Linked DNA regions of Mus musculus: all the other regions are linked to region 3. Evidence: chromatin contacts called from public ChIA-PET and HiChIP or PLAC-seq data. All regions are on one chromosome and are shown on one strand. Each heading gives the region's core, a stretch centred on a gene start, on an enhancer-like site or on the middle of the called end of the contact. The rest is flanking DNA. Distances are from core to core; before and after follow the strand shown. Region 1 overlaps Gtf3c1 (general transcription factor III C 1). Region 2 overlaps Il4ra (interleukin 4 receptor, alpha). Region 3 holds the start of Kdm8 (lysine (K)-specific demethylase 8).

Region 1 (4,389 bases), core at 1,429-3,928, 240 kb before region 3:
TGAGCCCAAGGCTACCATTGTTCTGGGGTCTCCCAAGTCTGAGTGTCCAAATGAAATCACAGAGCTGATGTTTCCTCTAGAGCTGATCTTAGGTGAATTTTCCTCTGTGCCTTTCTGTCAGATGTCTCCTGTCCTCTCTTGTCTTTCTGTCAGATGTCCTCTGCTTTCTGTAATGTTGGTGGGCTTTCTTCTTCTCCATTAACGTTGGGTTTTTTTTTTTTCCAACCACATTAACTGACAGATGTAATAGTAAATAACTGTGTGATAACTATCCTGCAACAACACAGAAAGAACATATCATTTAGCCGAGCAAAGGCAGCTTCCTACCTATCTGGTTGTCATATGACTTTGAGACTCTGGGCAGGCCCCTTTGCAGTCACCTAAGACTTTTACCTCCTCCAGTTGTTCTAGGACTTCTTGATAAATTTCCCAGAGTTCGATCATTCTGGTGGGTGTCACACTGAATTTGCATGCCATTTGCCCTGCTCACCCTTAGCTTTCTCCTTTTACTTAAGGAAACCTGACAGCGTAATTTGCCTGTCACTGACAAGCTGTGGGGAGCTTGAGCAGGTGATCTAACCCTTCCATGCTTCAGTTCCCTTGTATATAAAATGACTCCTAGAGTCCTTAGGACCAGTGAGCTGGCATACGTCTATGCCAGGCATCTACATTGTTTCCTGTCTTTGTTGTCCTTTTCCTTGGGCCTAAGTGTGGGTTTTCCCCTGATGTGGTAGGCTATCTGGAGGTAGGTGCAAATTTCCTTCAGAGCCCATAGCAGCCCAGAGCATGGCTTGTACTGCAGCAAGGTCCCACCTTGTCTGTATTTGTCACTGGCAGTAATGTCATAACAGTGCTAGCTAAGACCTCTTAGTCTTGTCTGCCACTGCCTCTTTTTGAGTTCTTTGTAAACTACGTTTATCCTCAGTCCCACCCTCAGTCACCAGAAGGGCTCTTGTTGGCTTTAAAGGAAAAGTTGTTCTTCATTTCTTGAGCAAATCCCATGTGTGGCCCCTACCTGGAAGAATGAATGTTCAAAGGAATAGACTATGTCTTCCGGCTACACTGGCAAGCTAGCAGGGTGCCTCCTGACCCTTTTGCAAGTATTTCTTCCTTCTCTAAATTTGTTAACAAGACACTATAGTCTTGCCCCTAAGAGTAGTAGGTATTGTAGGGTTTTTTTTTCTTCCTAAATTTATATTCATTTTATTTATATTATATTTTCATTTTATTTTTGTGTATGTGTCTGCTAATACGTGCCATATGTGTGGGGATGCCCTGGAGGCTAGATTGGATTATTTGATCCTCTGCATTTAGAGCTAGATACAGCAGTTATGAGCTCTCTAATGTGAGGTGCCAAGAAGCAAACCTGTGAATGCTGGGAACTGGACCTAGGTCCTCTAAGTGCAGCAAGTGTTCTTAACCACTAAGCCGTCTGCTCTCACACCTCACAGGGGATGAACTTGCAGTGATGACAGGTCAGCTATGGCCTTTCAGGATGTCATCAATGCTCTCCCATGAGGTGCTGTGTCTATTGCTTGCTGATGTATGCCCTGTTCCTAGGAACTGATGTCATGGTGCGCTGTCTTAAGCTCCTGAAGGAATTCAAGCGAAAGATGGAAGACGACCACGATGATGATGACGATGAGGAGGTCATCTCCAAGGGAGTCCCTCCTGTGGACATCGTCTTTGAGCGGGACATGCTCACGCAGACCTACGAGCTCAGTGAGTCCCGCTCACAGCCCTTGCCTGAGGCTATGAGCCCTAGAGTGGGAAAGGTGTCCCCGTGAGGGGAGTGGGGCTCCAGCGCATAAAGCCTAGGAGGTGGCAGGCTTCTCTCCAGGCTTCGGCTGTGGATCAAGTTCAGGGTGGAGCCTTGTTGCCTCCTAGATATGTGGCTTTAACAAGATCCTTGAGCCTTGCTTCCCTGTCTGTGAAAATGGGGAATGACAACAGAATTCTCTATAGAGGTGCATCAGTAGACTGAGGGCATTTATTAGGGAGATTGTTTCATGTGGCGTGGACATTGAGGCCTACCATAGCTGCCACAAGTGGAAAACCCAGGGTCTTCATGATCCAGGTCAAGGGAAGAAGGTGCTCCTGACCCAGGTAGGAGGGAAGTGGAGAGAGAGTGAGTTGCCTTTCCTGCCTGTCGGTTCTTTTGTTCTTACTGGCTCCTGGTTGATGATATGCTCCACCTATCTAGGCATACCCTCCCTCCCCTGTTACCCTGTGACTCATAGGCCAGGTTCTGCCGGAAGTGGACACCTTCATAGACCTACTTAATAATGCTTGACCACCTGAGAATCCCTTAATCCACCTAAAGTTAACCATCACATTGGATGAAACCGACATGAGCACATTCTCAGATAAAAGGCACAAGAGTAAATTAGCTGCAACAGCACCCACAGAAACGCTCAGGCTTGGCTGGCTGTTTATCTTAATCTGTTTTCTGATGCTTAACAAAGCATCCAAGAGCAGACAGTATTTAAAGAAAAGTGTTGTTTTTGACGTGTAGTTCTGGAAGCTGGTGAGTTTGGATTAGGTGCTGGTATCTGCTCTGCTACCGATGGGGCCTTGCTGCTGCATAAAGGAAGAGAGGCAGAGGATTAGCAGACACGTGGAGAGTACCACCTACTTCTTCTTAGAACAGCCCAATAGAGAGCAAGAGCTCTACCCCATACTGCAAGCATCTCGCGGTCTGCTGCACAGAGGAAGTGAGCGTAGCCATCCCACTGAAGACAACAGAACTCAGCCTCTCTGCCGTTCTGTTGCGCAGGTTCTGGCACCTCTGTTGCCTTCTGAATTGTTGCATCATAGCCTCCACCGCAGGCCATGCTGGCTAATCACTCACTTGGCCTTTATGAAGGCTGATAGATTGACAGTTCTTGTGGTGGCTCAGATTCCTCAGAACATAGTTTAGAAACAACTGCCTATAGCCCTCTTGTCCCCATTTATGCCCCATGAGCCATCTCCTCTCATTCTGATGGCCATCTTTATGTGTGTCTGACGTAGAAAGCCTCCTGCACCCTGACTGGTTTTTGCCTGGTACCCTCAAATGTGTGAATGCATTTTTTTTTAAAAAGCAGTGTTTTCTGTTCAAAGAGCTTTGCCATCATCTGTCTAAAGCTCATGTATCAGCCTCCAACCAGGTTCCTCCCTGGAATATCTGATCCCAGGGTATTTCAAAAAGACTTGTGAAAGGCAGGTACTGTACTGAGTAACAGGCATGGACTCCAGGGCAGGAACTGCAGACTGCATACACGGTACTGAAAACAGGCAGCAAGTTCTGTTCTCGGCTATGGCGCTGCTGCCATCATTTCCTCGGATACTTCTTGCTGGTCAGGCTGTGAGAAAAGGGGCAATTGTTGGTCTCCACAGGAACATGAAAACGCACGTTAAGAGACGTTTTCAGAAGAGGAAGGAACATGGGGCACATGTACCTGGGAGCTGAGGCAGGATGATCGCATGTTCAAGGACAGCCCTCCCTGCCACCCCCAAATATTATCTTAAAAAGCATTTTGATGTTTTTTGAAAGGGTCAGTTTCATTAATCTGAGTAAGTTCATTTGTGAGAAAAGGCTAACTTCCTCCTGCTGCTTAAAGGTGATAGAGACTTTTAATAGGTCCGCTTCTCTTGGAATAGAGCCACAATTTGCTTTCCCATTCATGTTTTAGCATGGAGAACCAGGGAGCTACACACAAAGTGAGCAGCTGGTGTTCTCAGGGTCAGGTAGCTCTTCAGTCTGGCAGTGGAGTGCTCCTGGGGAAGGGGAGAGTGCTTTCTCTGGCGGTTCCACTTTCGTGCTTAGCCAGGGAGCAGGGAAGTGGCTGTGAGCAGCTGCCCCTGTGCAGTGGTGGGGTTCAAGTGTGGTATTGTTCACAGTTGAGCGCAGAGGAACGAAAGGAATTTCCCAAGCTGAGATCCGAGTTGCTATGAACGTGGGAAAGCTGGAAGCAAGAATGCTGTGTCGGCTCCTTCAGAGGTTCAAGGTTGTCAAGGTAACATCCTGTCATCCCTACAATACCTCATCTGGTGCTCCCATGGGATTATACGTTGGAGAAGCAGATGCAGTACTGTCTGTCCATGGGCAGGTAGCTGTATGAGGCTACTAGCATGCTAGGCCTCCCTTCACTGAGGGCTTCTCTGGTTTTGCTTCTTAAAAACTGAAGCCCTGGAGAGAGCGACAGGGCAGCAGCTGCCCTTGAAGCTCACTCCTGGGTGAGGGCAGTCAGCTGGAGCTGGCTGGTGTCTGATATGCTCCCATTAGTGTGATTTGCCTGGCACCTGAAAGTATCAAAAGCACTAACTGAGGCCTAGTGTTCCCCTTTTGTGATTCAAAGCTAGATCTCAGCCGCCGAGGCTGATGTTAGTCAGGTTTCTGTAGCTATA
Region 2 (4,292 bases), core at 375-2,874, 140 kb before region 3:
AGAAAGGAAGAGAGGAGGAAGAGGGGAAAGAAGAGGAAGAGGATGGGGGCGTAAAAGAAGAAAGAGGAAGGAGAAATCCAAAGGAGGAGGAAGAGACTGAAGTGGACCACATCCCCTTCCCTCCCCCCTCCCCACCCTGTGGCTGCAGGGAAGAAGGAGGCCCCTGGGTTGGTACTGTAATTTTTATTCTGACTGTAACATTCATTGCTTCCCTGAAAGTATAAACATGTGCACAGGTTCCAGGAACTAGGGCATGCCTAGTTGAAGGTAGCTTCAGAGTTCCTTGTTCCATCCGCTACAACACTGAAGATTGGGTTACCTTTGCAAAGGAATTTCTGTTTAAACAAAAGCACATGGCTTTAGACTCAGGAGGCAGGGTTTGACGATTAGATGATGCGTTCGAGGACTTTTCCCTCTCTGCCGCACCTCATTTGCCTTTATCTTCCATCTCGATACTGTCTCTTCATGACCACAGTGTGGACGACAAAGCACCATACATTACACGCAGAGTGGAAAGAAAACGGCAAAGGACTTTCTCCTGCTGCTTTTCCTGATTAGGGAGGACTGTCAGTGTGGCCTGTGGTCCCATGGTAGCAAAGGACAAAAAACCATGTAGAGTGACTTGGGCCTCGGTGGTCAGCTGGAAATCATGGCAGAACTGTAGCAAGGAGGGTAAGTCAGAGTAGCCAGAACTCATCAGAGGCCCAAGGGACAGACACAAAGGACAGTGTGCAATACAGATGTGTGCCCAGACCACAAAGTCATAACATTACAGAGTGGTGCTCTATATGAGGGCCTGGATCTGGGTCTGCATGGAAGGAGCTGGGACAGAGGACCTGGACCTATGAGAAGTTGGTGCTATGTAATGGCAGAGGGATTGGGGTGGTTCTGCAGTGGAGTTCTTGCCTGCTGTGAGGACCTCTGCTCATGACCCCAGCACTGTAAAGGAAAAACAGCCAAGAGTCACTCTGCACATAGCCTATGGCGAGATGGGGACATGTGCAGACACAGGGTGGTGACAGCGGGGCACATTTTATCCTGGACTTGTGCTGTCTTTGGGATTAAGGGTGCCATTTTCCTTGAGCATAATTTACTGCTCAACTCCCGCACTGCCCAGACGCACTCAGTCGGACATCAAGAATAAGCTTAGCAGATGCTTTTAAAGAGTTTTGTGTGCAAGAGCCACTCCAGGGGCTCACTGAAGTGGTGATGTATTTAATTCTCACCACGGGCTCGTGAGACAGGTGTCAATTACAGATGCATATGTGAGCTCAGATAAGTTGCAGACTGGCCCGGTGCCAGACAGTTGGGTTTAGGGTATCCTGAATGTCTGTGCTGTTCTCCAGAGCAGGAGCATTGTCAGAGACAAGCAGAAGCTGGGCTGCACCTACTTGGGCCGCAGTTGGGGAGTTCCAGGAACGCAGGCTGGTGCTGAGACAGTGCGGGCCACCAGGGGGCAGCAGGGACTGAGGCACGGCCCTTCCCTTCCCCTCCCTCTGGACACAGGAGTTGCTGGGCATCACTTGCTCCTGCCTTCATTTTTCCCGCGTTTCACCCCAGAGTGGTGTCACGCCATGTCCACGGTCCCACGGACACTGACGTCTCTTGAGCTCAGTGTGGTATCACCGCAAATCCGCGACGTCACCGGCGCTGTGAACCCACAGCGCGCAGTGCACCCGCGGTGAACAGAACCGTGCCCTGTGGTCTGGGATTTTTTTTTTTGGTTTTGACTTAATGACTTAAGTGGGAAATTTATGTCAGGAAAGTTGAACAGGCTACGCGCGCTCCGCGGCAGCCCACGAGGCCGGAACCAGAATAAGCGCAAACAGCGTTTTCTTCCACCAAGTTAAAGCATCATCGTGGCTTCCAGGGCATCCAGCACAGCGGGGGCTGCTGGGAAAATCCCAGCTCACAACACCTTGGTGGCTGCGCCCGCCACGCGCAGGAACCCTCTACAGACATCACACCAACCCTTGGGTCCTTTCTTTTTTCATTTTTCTAGATCTTTCCCTGTCCTCTCTTAGTGGAGGCTGTTGACAAAAACACACAGAAACAAAGCTTAGATGCCAATAAACTTAAATAAAATTGTTCATTTTAAGTGAAAATTTCAACTCCTCAGTCAAACCAGCTGCATTCCAAGGAACCTGGCTAAGTACTGGGAAGCATTTCCTGTGTGGTTTGAATCTGGTGTGTCCCCCTGGGAAACTTGACTGGATGTGAATGCTTGTGGAGAGGGATTAAGAGGAGGAAATTAGTCACTGTGGTATTTAGAGAGGCCTTTGGGAGGGGATCAGGGTTAGGTAAACTCATTAGAGCAGGCCCTGGAATCATAAGGACTATACACAGAAACCAGACTCACGCTCACACCACACACATATACAAGTACACATGCATATACACACATACATGAACACACACATATACAAACACCACACACATACTCGAGCACACACACATATACTCATGCCACACACAAACCCCACACATAATAGAAGCACACACTCACACCACACACATACATGAACACACACACACCACACACATATACAAGCACACACACATCACACATATACATGAGCACACACACACTTACCATATGCATACATGAGCATGCTTGTACACACACACATACATGAACACACACTCACACCACACACATACATGAGCACACACATACTCACCACATGCATACACGAGTGTGCTTGCACATACACACACACACACACAAGCACACATACACCACACACATACATGAACACACACTCACACCACATACATACACAGGCATACACATATCACACATATACATGAGCACACACACACACCACACACATACATGAGCACACACACATGTTCTCCTATGGGGTGCCCTGACTCCCCTGAGGGCTCCATCAGCAAGGCCATCTCTAGATTCCACCTCCTGACCTCAGAATTATGAACTGAAAAAAGCCTCTTTTCTTTATAACTCACTTGTGCGTGGTACAGGGTGAGAGCACAGGAAGCAGTCTCGGCAGCTTCTATCTCAGCACACGGCTCTGTGGGGCAGAGCCGTTGTACACAGTCACTTGCTTACAAAGCTCCTTCCTCGGATTGAGCTTTGAGCCAGTGTCCTATGGTTTGGCTATAAAATGTGCACCCACAGCTCGTGTTTTGAACACCTGGTTCCCAGGTGGTGACATTGTTCCAGGACATGGTGGAACCTTTTGGACACTGGGCCTTTCTAGCAGAAGAGTGACACCAGTGGGCCTTGAAGGCGATGGCCACCTCCAGTTCCTTTCACTAGGGTACGGACAAACCCCAGTGCAAGTTCTTTCCCCAGCAGAGAGCCACTGAGGCCACCATGCTATCCCCACCATGGTGGAAGGAATACACTGAACTATGAGCCAAAACAGGTCTGTCCTATAGGCTGATTCTCTGGGTCTTTCACCAGTTGCGAAATATAACTAGCACATACATTTCTCCATGAGTCCTGATTCTTATTCTGCAAATTCGAAATAAAATTTTGATTTGTGCTCACGATCTGAGAAAATTTAATAATTGTCTCTCTGAGAGAAGTTGCTTGATAAGTAATTTTAATAGAATGAAGAGATGGGACTGGTGAGGGTTGGAATTCCCAACAGGTAGCCTTAGGTAGTGAGTATGGGAGCCAGGACGGCACAGGCTGGCACCTCCTATGTTAATGATGGCAGACAGGAGGCAAGGTAACAGCAGGGCAGGGAATCCCAAGTTCCTCGGGCTTGTACCTTAGTTCCCTCAGTCACCCAGGAGATGGGGAGAGGGTGGTAATGGAGCCAGGGCTACCACATAGATCTTAGCAGCTTCCTGGGTTGGAAATGATGGGAGCGGGTATAAGCAGTGGAAGGGGGTGGAAGGTGGAGGACCAGTGAAGAAATCCTGGGCTAATCCAGAGGTCAGAGCTTGAAGGTCAAGTGCCGGACTGGGAAGCTGCGTTTATTGAACAGGATCTCACTGTCAAAGCCTAGGCTAGCCTCAAACTCCCTGGCTGTCAGCCACTGTTAAAGACAGGCACCACCAGCTGAAGGGAGGTACTTTACAGAGGAAGTTCTAAAGGCACAGCGGGAAGAATTTCCTGGGACAGTCAGTTCATTCCTGTGGGAGTCACTTCCCTCCAGGATACAAATCTGAGCAATGGGGATTTTAAACCCAGACTTCTCCTTCAGCCAGGCAGGAGGGATGCCCACAGGAGGTAGATCTTGGATGGCTCCGTTTCCTCTCCTCCCCTGCTTAGGGGCTGTGGTAAGACTGCTCTGGGAAGCTGGGTGTAGTAGCAC
Region 3 (4,083 bases), core at 645-3,144:
GCCAGGTGAAGGCACATTTTGCCTTGGCTTTACAGCCAATGTGTCAAGGTTTCTTTATAAGAGCTCCAGGATTCAGCAGTTGTCCACTGTAGGATCCTAGGCTCCATGAATGTTTCCAGAGGAGCTGGTCTGATGTGGGCCCAAAGCAACAGTCTTCACACAACCAGAAGCTTGAACAGGCCTTCCAGTGTATACTGCCTGGACTGCCTTTCTCTATGGCCTCAAGCCCAGGTTTCAAGTCAACCCCCCAGTGCTCCCACACAACCCGGTCTGACACAGATAGGACCAGACTAAGTGGCCCTGTAACCTGGCTATAAGTATGGCCTGGCTTCCTATACCCTCTCCCCGAATTGCCTCTTAGAAAAGGCAGTATTAACCAAAAGGCCTGCCACAGAAGGGAGCAACTGTTGGTTTATAAACCAGTCTTTAACAGTGTACCCACACTAGCCTCTAAATTGGCTTCCCAGAGTACCATATAAAAGTTTATTGTGAGATGTATAAATAGGCTTCCAATAGTCAGGTATAGATGGCCTAACTGTGGAATTCACCACCTAAACCAGGAGACTATAAATTTAAGAGCCTAGACAAACAAAACCGGGGGTTATTGTTGGTAAAATGACACCCACAATCACCCAAACACAGGCCACATGTACCAGCCTCAATGGCCTCATATGTTCCAGTATAAGTTTCTCTCCCACAGTGCAACAGTTAATAGGCCTTAAAGACATCTTGCCGGCCATTGCTTTGCTTTTGAAGTTGGTAGGGGCTGTGTCTTTGCTTGCAAGGTGGCCTTCTGGTATTCTACATTCACGTGTCAGGCAAAAGGCACTGCTTTCAAGTAATGGCCAGGTGCGGGTTGCACAAAACGTTTCTCTGTAGCCTTAATTCTAAAAGGTCTTTAAATAAAGGCCCATTTGTTGGTGTACAAAACGACGCTTTTTGCGAAAGGATGTCACCCAAAGGGTGCAGGATCTAATCTGTGTGGTTCTATCTGGGCTTCCTAAGTGAACTAAGCTGCTCACACCAAAACCAAAGGAGCCAAAAACGGGGCCGAACGGAATCAAGCCTCGCTTCCTAAGTGCACTTTTTGGGGATGCATTACAGAAACCGGTTTTGGTTGCTAAGCGGGATGCTGGATGCCTTAGCATGAACAACAGTCTAGGGAAAGCACGTGCAGTCCTTCTCTCAAAGTACCCGGCTGCTCACGCCCTTCTGGACAGTCTGGATTGGAGGGCTGGCTAAGTGGCCTAAGAGAAGACGCCCCGACTCCCAGGAAGTCTTTGGTTGTTGCTGTGGACCTCTGTCCGCTTACGGGGGACAGGCGGACTTGGGCGAACGGGTTCGAGGATGGAGATTGGAAACAGGTAGCAGTGGCCGCAGCCATGCCTTCCGGACAGACGGCGCAGGCGTGGTTATGTGGGCCGGTCTCGCCACTAAACCTATCCTCACACTTGAACCACTAACCGAAGCCTAAAAGGGAAGGGCACGACAGTTGCACGCATGCGCTATTTGACATCCCTAGCAGCTCCTTCAACTGTTTGTGGGGAGCAGATAGCTACTACGCACGCGGCTTTTCAAGCAGCTCCCAGGCCTCCCAAGGCGCCTGCGTGAAACCGTCCCGGCTCGCCCGCGCCGGGCTTTAGCATGGCGCCTGCGCAATCCGTCCTTCACGGCCAGGCTGCAAGTCTAAGCAACTGCAGCTGCCTGGAGCTCCAACTAACCTCTCTGGCGCTTGGACTTGTTTGTGTCTCTCGTTGCTGGCGACGACTGGTTCCGTCCGGGCGAAGATTCTTCGGCTGGCTTTATCACCGACTACACCGAGAGCATCGATCACTTCTGACTCGGCTGATCGCGACGGGTGCCTAGAGGAACGCGGAGCAATCGATGCCAGGCCCCGCCCTCCTCCGGTTCAAAGACTTGGGAGGCTTGAGCTTTCTTTTCCGGGTCATACCTTGCAGAGCAGTTTGTCACTTGCGACTACCCAATCCTTCCAACTCAGATAATGAGTTCTCCCTATTTTACAGAGTAGGAAGCCGAGGTGGAAGAAAAATAGCCACATGATTTTAGAAGTCACGTATATAATTTGAGCCCACAAGTACTGCTTGCAGGACTGGTTTCCGTGAGTTGGCCTATGGTTTCTTTGCAGAGACAGACTATGTGGAGTGGTGTGGCAGTCAGTTCGAGTTTTGAGTTTCGAGCATTCTCTCCCGGTTGACTCCAGAGGTGCCTGGAGCAGCAGCAGCAAACGATTCCCTGCAGCGATCTGCTAGCCTTGGATTTGGAGTGTGACTTCTACTGGTCAGCAGGGATTGAGTCGGGATGTGGCACTCCTCAGTTTTCGTTTTCTCAGGAACACTGAATCGGTTGCTGCCACACCACTCCACACAGCCTGTCTCTGCAAGGAAAACATCCTTCCAATAGGACTTAGACAGAACTCCAGGATATCCCTTCATTCTCTGTGACAGGCCAGCATTCCAAAGTTCCATGCTTGGTCTTTTGTTTGTTTGTTTGTTTGTTTTTAGGGTGTGTGTGTGTGTGTGTGTGTGTGTGTGTGAGACAGGGTTTCTCTGTATAGCCCAGGCTGTCTTGGAACTCACTTTATAGACCAGGCTGGCCTCGAACTCAGAAATCCGTCTGCCTCTGCCTCCAGAGTGCTGGGATTGAAGGCATGCGCCACCACACCTAACTCATGCTTGGTTTAATAAGTGATTAATCGAACTACTTGTCCCCACTTATCAACAAAATGCTGGACAGCCAAATTAGGTGCCTGCATGTTGGTCCCCATGCAGCTGTGCACAGGCTGACACCCGGGGTGTAGTAGCTCTGACCTGCTATATTAGCAGGCCACCCTTCTATTTTATTTCCTGAATTTTCTAGCTTTGGATTTCTTTCCTGTGAAAGAAAAGCTCTAACTGGGAAGATGAGCAGTCGTTTAAGTGCTTGCTTTGCAAGTGTGAGGGCCTGGCTGTAAATTCTCAGTAAAAAGTCAAGTGCAGGGGCAAGCACCTGCAGTTCCAGAACTGGGGAGGCAGAGACAGGAGGGTCCCCAGGGTTTCTGTCCTGTCAGCCCAGCAGAGTCAGTGAGATCAAGGTTCAGTGAGAGATGCTTGTTTGGTTTTGAACCCCAGGACAAGGGACTCGGGTGCATATTTTACACACCAAAGCAGACCTGGCCTCCAGGTTCTCCCAGAATCCCTCAGTCCCTACCTGGCATACCCTGCTCCCAACCCTGAACTTTCTAGCGTGGGGGCTGGACTGCCCTTCCCCCCAGAAGCTCTTCTTCCCTATATAATCCAGACATTTTGGTCTCTCTCTTCACTCTGTGTGTGGGGCCCCTTTCTCTCTTTCTCCCTCCCTCCCTTCACTCTTCCCCTCCCTGTAACAACCCCCCGCCCACTACCCATGGCTCAACTTCCCTGGACTTGGGGCCAGTGAGCTTGCCCACCCAAGAACAGTTTTTCCAATAAACCTGCCTTTAATACAATCTAATCTGGCTTAAGTTGTCTCATTTCAGTGGTGGTGGCTTATCAACATTGTCTGAAAATGAGATGGAGAGCAATTTGGGAAGATACCCACCATTGACCTCTGACTTCCATATGTCCTTTCCCCCAGCCCCTTCTCTGTCAGCTCTTCTTGTTTAGTCTTCAGGGCACTTGCAGACTTTCTGACCACAAGCTCTCTACTACAATGATAAGCTATGGTCTTTTTTTTTTTCTCTTTTCGAATATATATATATATATATTTAAAGCTCTCTTTACTAAGTCAGAATTTGATCTTTATGTGACAGTGGAAGAGAGTTTGCTACAGAGATACTGTGGTAGGGTGGACGTTAGTTTCTGAGTTGTCCAAACAGATCCCGTAGCAATTGCCAAAGGAGACTTGAACCCAGAAACTGCAGTTACAAAAACCCTCTTGCACAGTGTTCGGGGATGGGATTTAGGCAGCAGTCTGTGGCCTGGAGTGCTGCCAGCCAGAGAGACAAACACTGCTTTGTCAGCTTGCTTATCTGTGTCTTTTGTTTAGTGCTGGGGATAGAACCCAGGGCCTTACACATATTAACACACTCTCCCACTGAACTACCGC

The links. ChIA-PET counts read pairs in DNA pulled down with a chosen protein or histone mark. HiChIP or PLAC-seq counts read pairs in DNA pulled down with a chosen protein or histone mark.
Region 1: a contact with region 3 is called in an H3K4me3 HiChIP or PLAC-seq map of the 230-238 cell line, with 11 read pairs. The contact joins the enhancer-like site here to the promoter of Kdm8 in region 3. A contact is called at or near these places in 9 of 39 promoter capture datasets (the C10 cell line, the HPC-7 cell line, hematopoietic stem and progenitor cells and 4 more), 1 of 484 Hi-C or Micro-C datasets (bone marrow-derived macrophages), 5 of 115 datasets of contacts at active chromatin or transcription factors (the 230-238 cell line, CD4 T cells, large pre-B cells and 2 more) and 4 of 9 other capture datasets (adipose tissue, liver, macrophages and 1 more).
Region 2: an RNA polymerase II ChIA-PET map of memory CD8 T cells shows a contact between it and region 3, with 4,975 read pairs. The contact joins the enhancer-like site here to the promoter of Kdm8 in region 3. A contact is called at or near these places in 16 of 39 promoter capture datasets (the 3T3-L1 cell line, the C10 cell line, the HPC-7 cell line and 10 more), 1 of 15 datasets of contacts at CTCF or cohesin (embryonic stem cells), 7 of 484 Hi-C or Micro-C datasets (bone marrow-derived macrophages, cranial neural crest, embryonic fibroblasts and 4 more), 23 of 115 datasets of contacts at active chromatin or transcription factors (the 230-238 cell line, CD8 T cells, the NIH/3T3 cell line and 16 more) and 5 of 9 other capture datasets (adipose tissue, embryonic stem cells, liver and 2 more).

The regions. Positions count from the first base shown.
Region 1 is chr7:125,678,435-125,682,823 of GRCm38.p6, reverse strand. Gtf3c1 (general transcription factor III C 1) reads left to right here. Exons shown (of 37, transcript NM_207239.1): 7 at 1,561-1,722; 8 at 3,883-3,998. Among named protein-coding and RNA genes, the nearest start is that of Gtf3c1, 27 kb to the left of the region's middle. Within about 2 kb of position 2,678, at least 18 of the 459 cell types and tissues checked have an H3K27ac peak or open chromatin away from gene starts, as enhancers often do. A contact at or near this core is called in the 230-238 cell line, where this site is marked.
Region 2 is chr7:125,578,738-125,583,029 of GRCm38.p6, reverse strand. Il4ra (interleukin 4 receptor, alpha) reads right to left here. Exons shown (of 11, transcript NM_001008700.4): 11 at 3,556-4,292. Among named protein-coding and RNA genes, the nearest start is that of Il21r, 23 kb to the left of the region's middle. Within about 2 kb of position 1,624, at least 135 of the 459 cell types and tissues checked have an H3K27ac peak or open chromatin away from gene starts, as enhancers often do. A contact at or near this core is called in CD8 T cells, the HPC-7 cell line, the NIH/3T3 cell line and 9 more, where this site is marked.
Region 3 is chr7:125,442,431-125,446,513 of GRCm38.p6, reverse strand. Kdm8 (lysine (K)-specific demethylase 8) reads right to left here and starts at 1,894. Exons shown (of 8, transcript NM_029842.5): 1 at 1,722-1,894.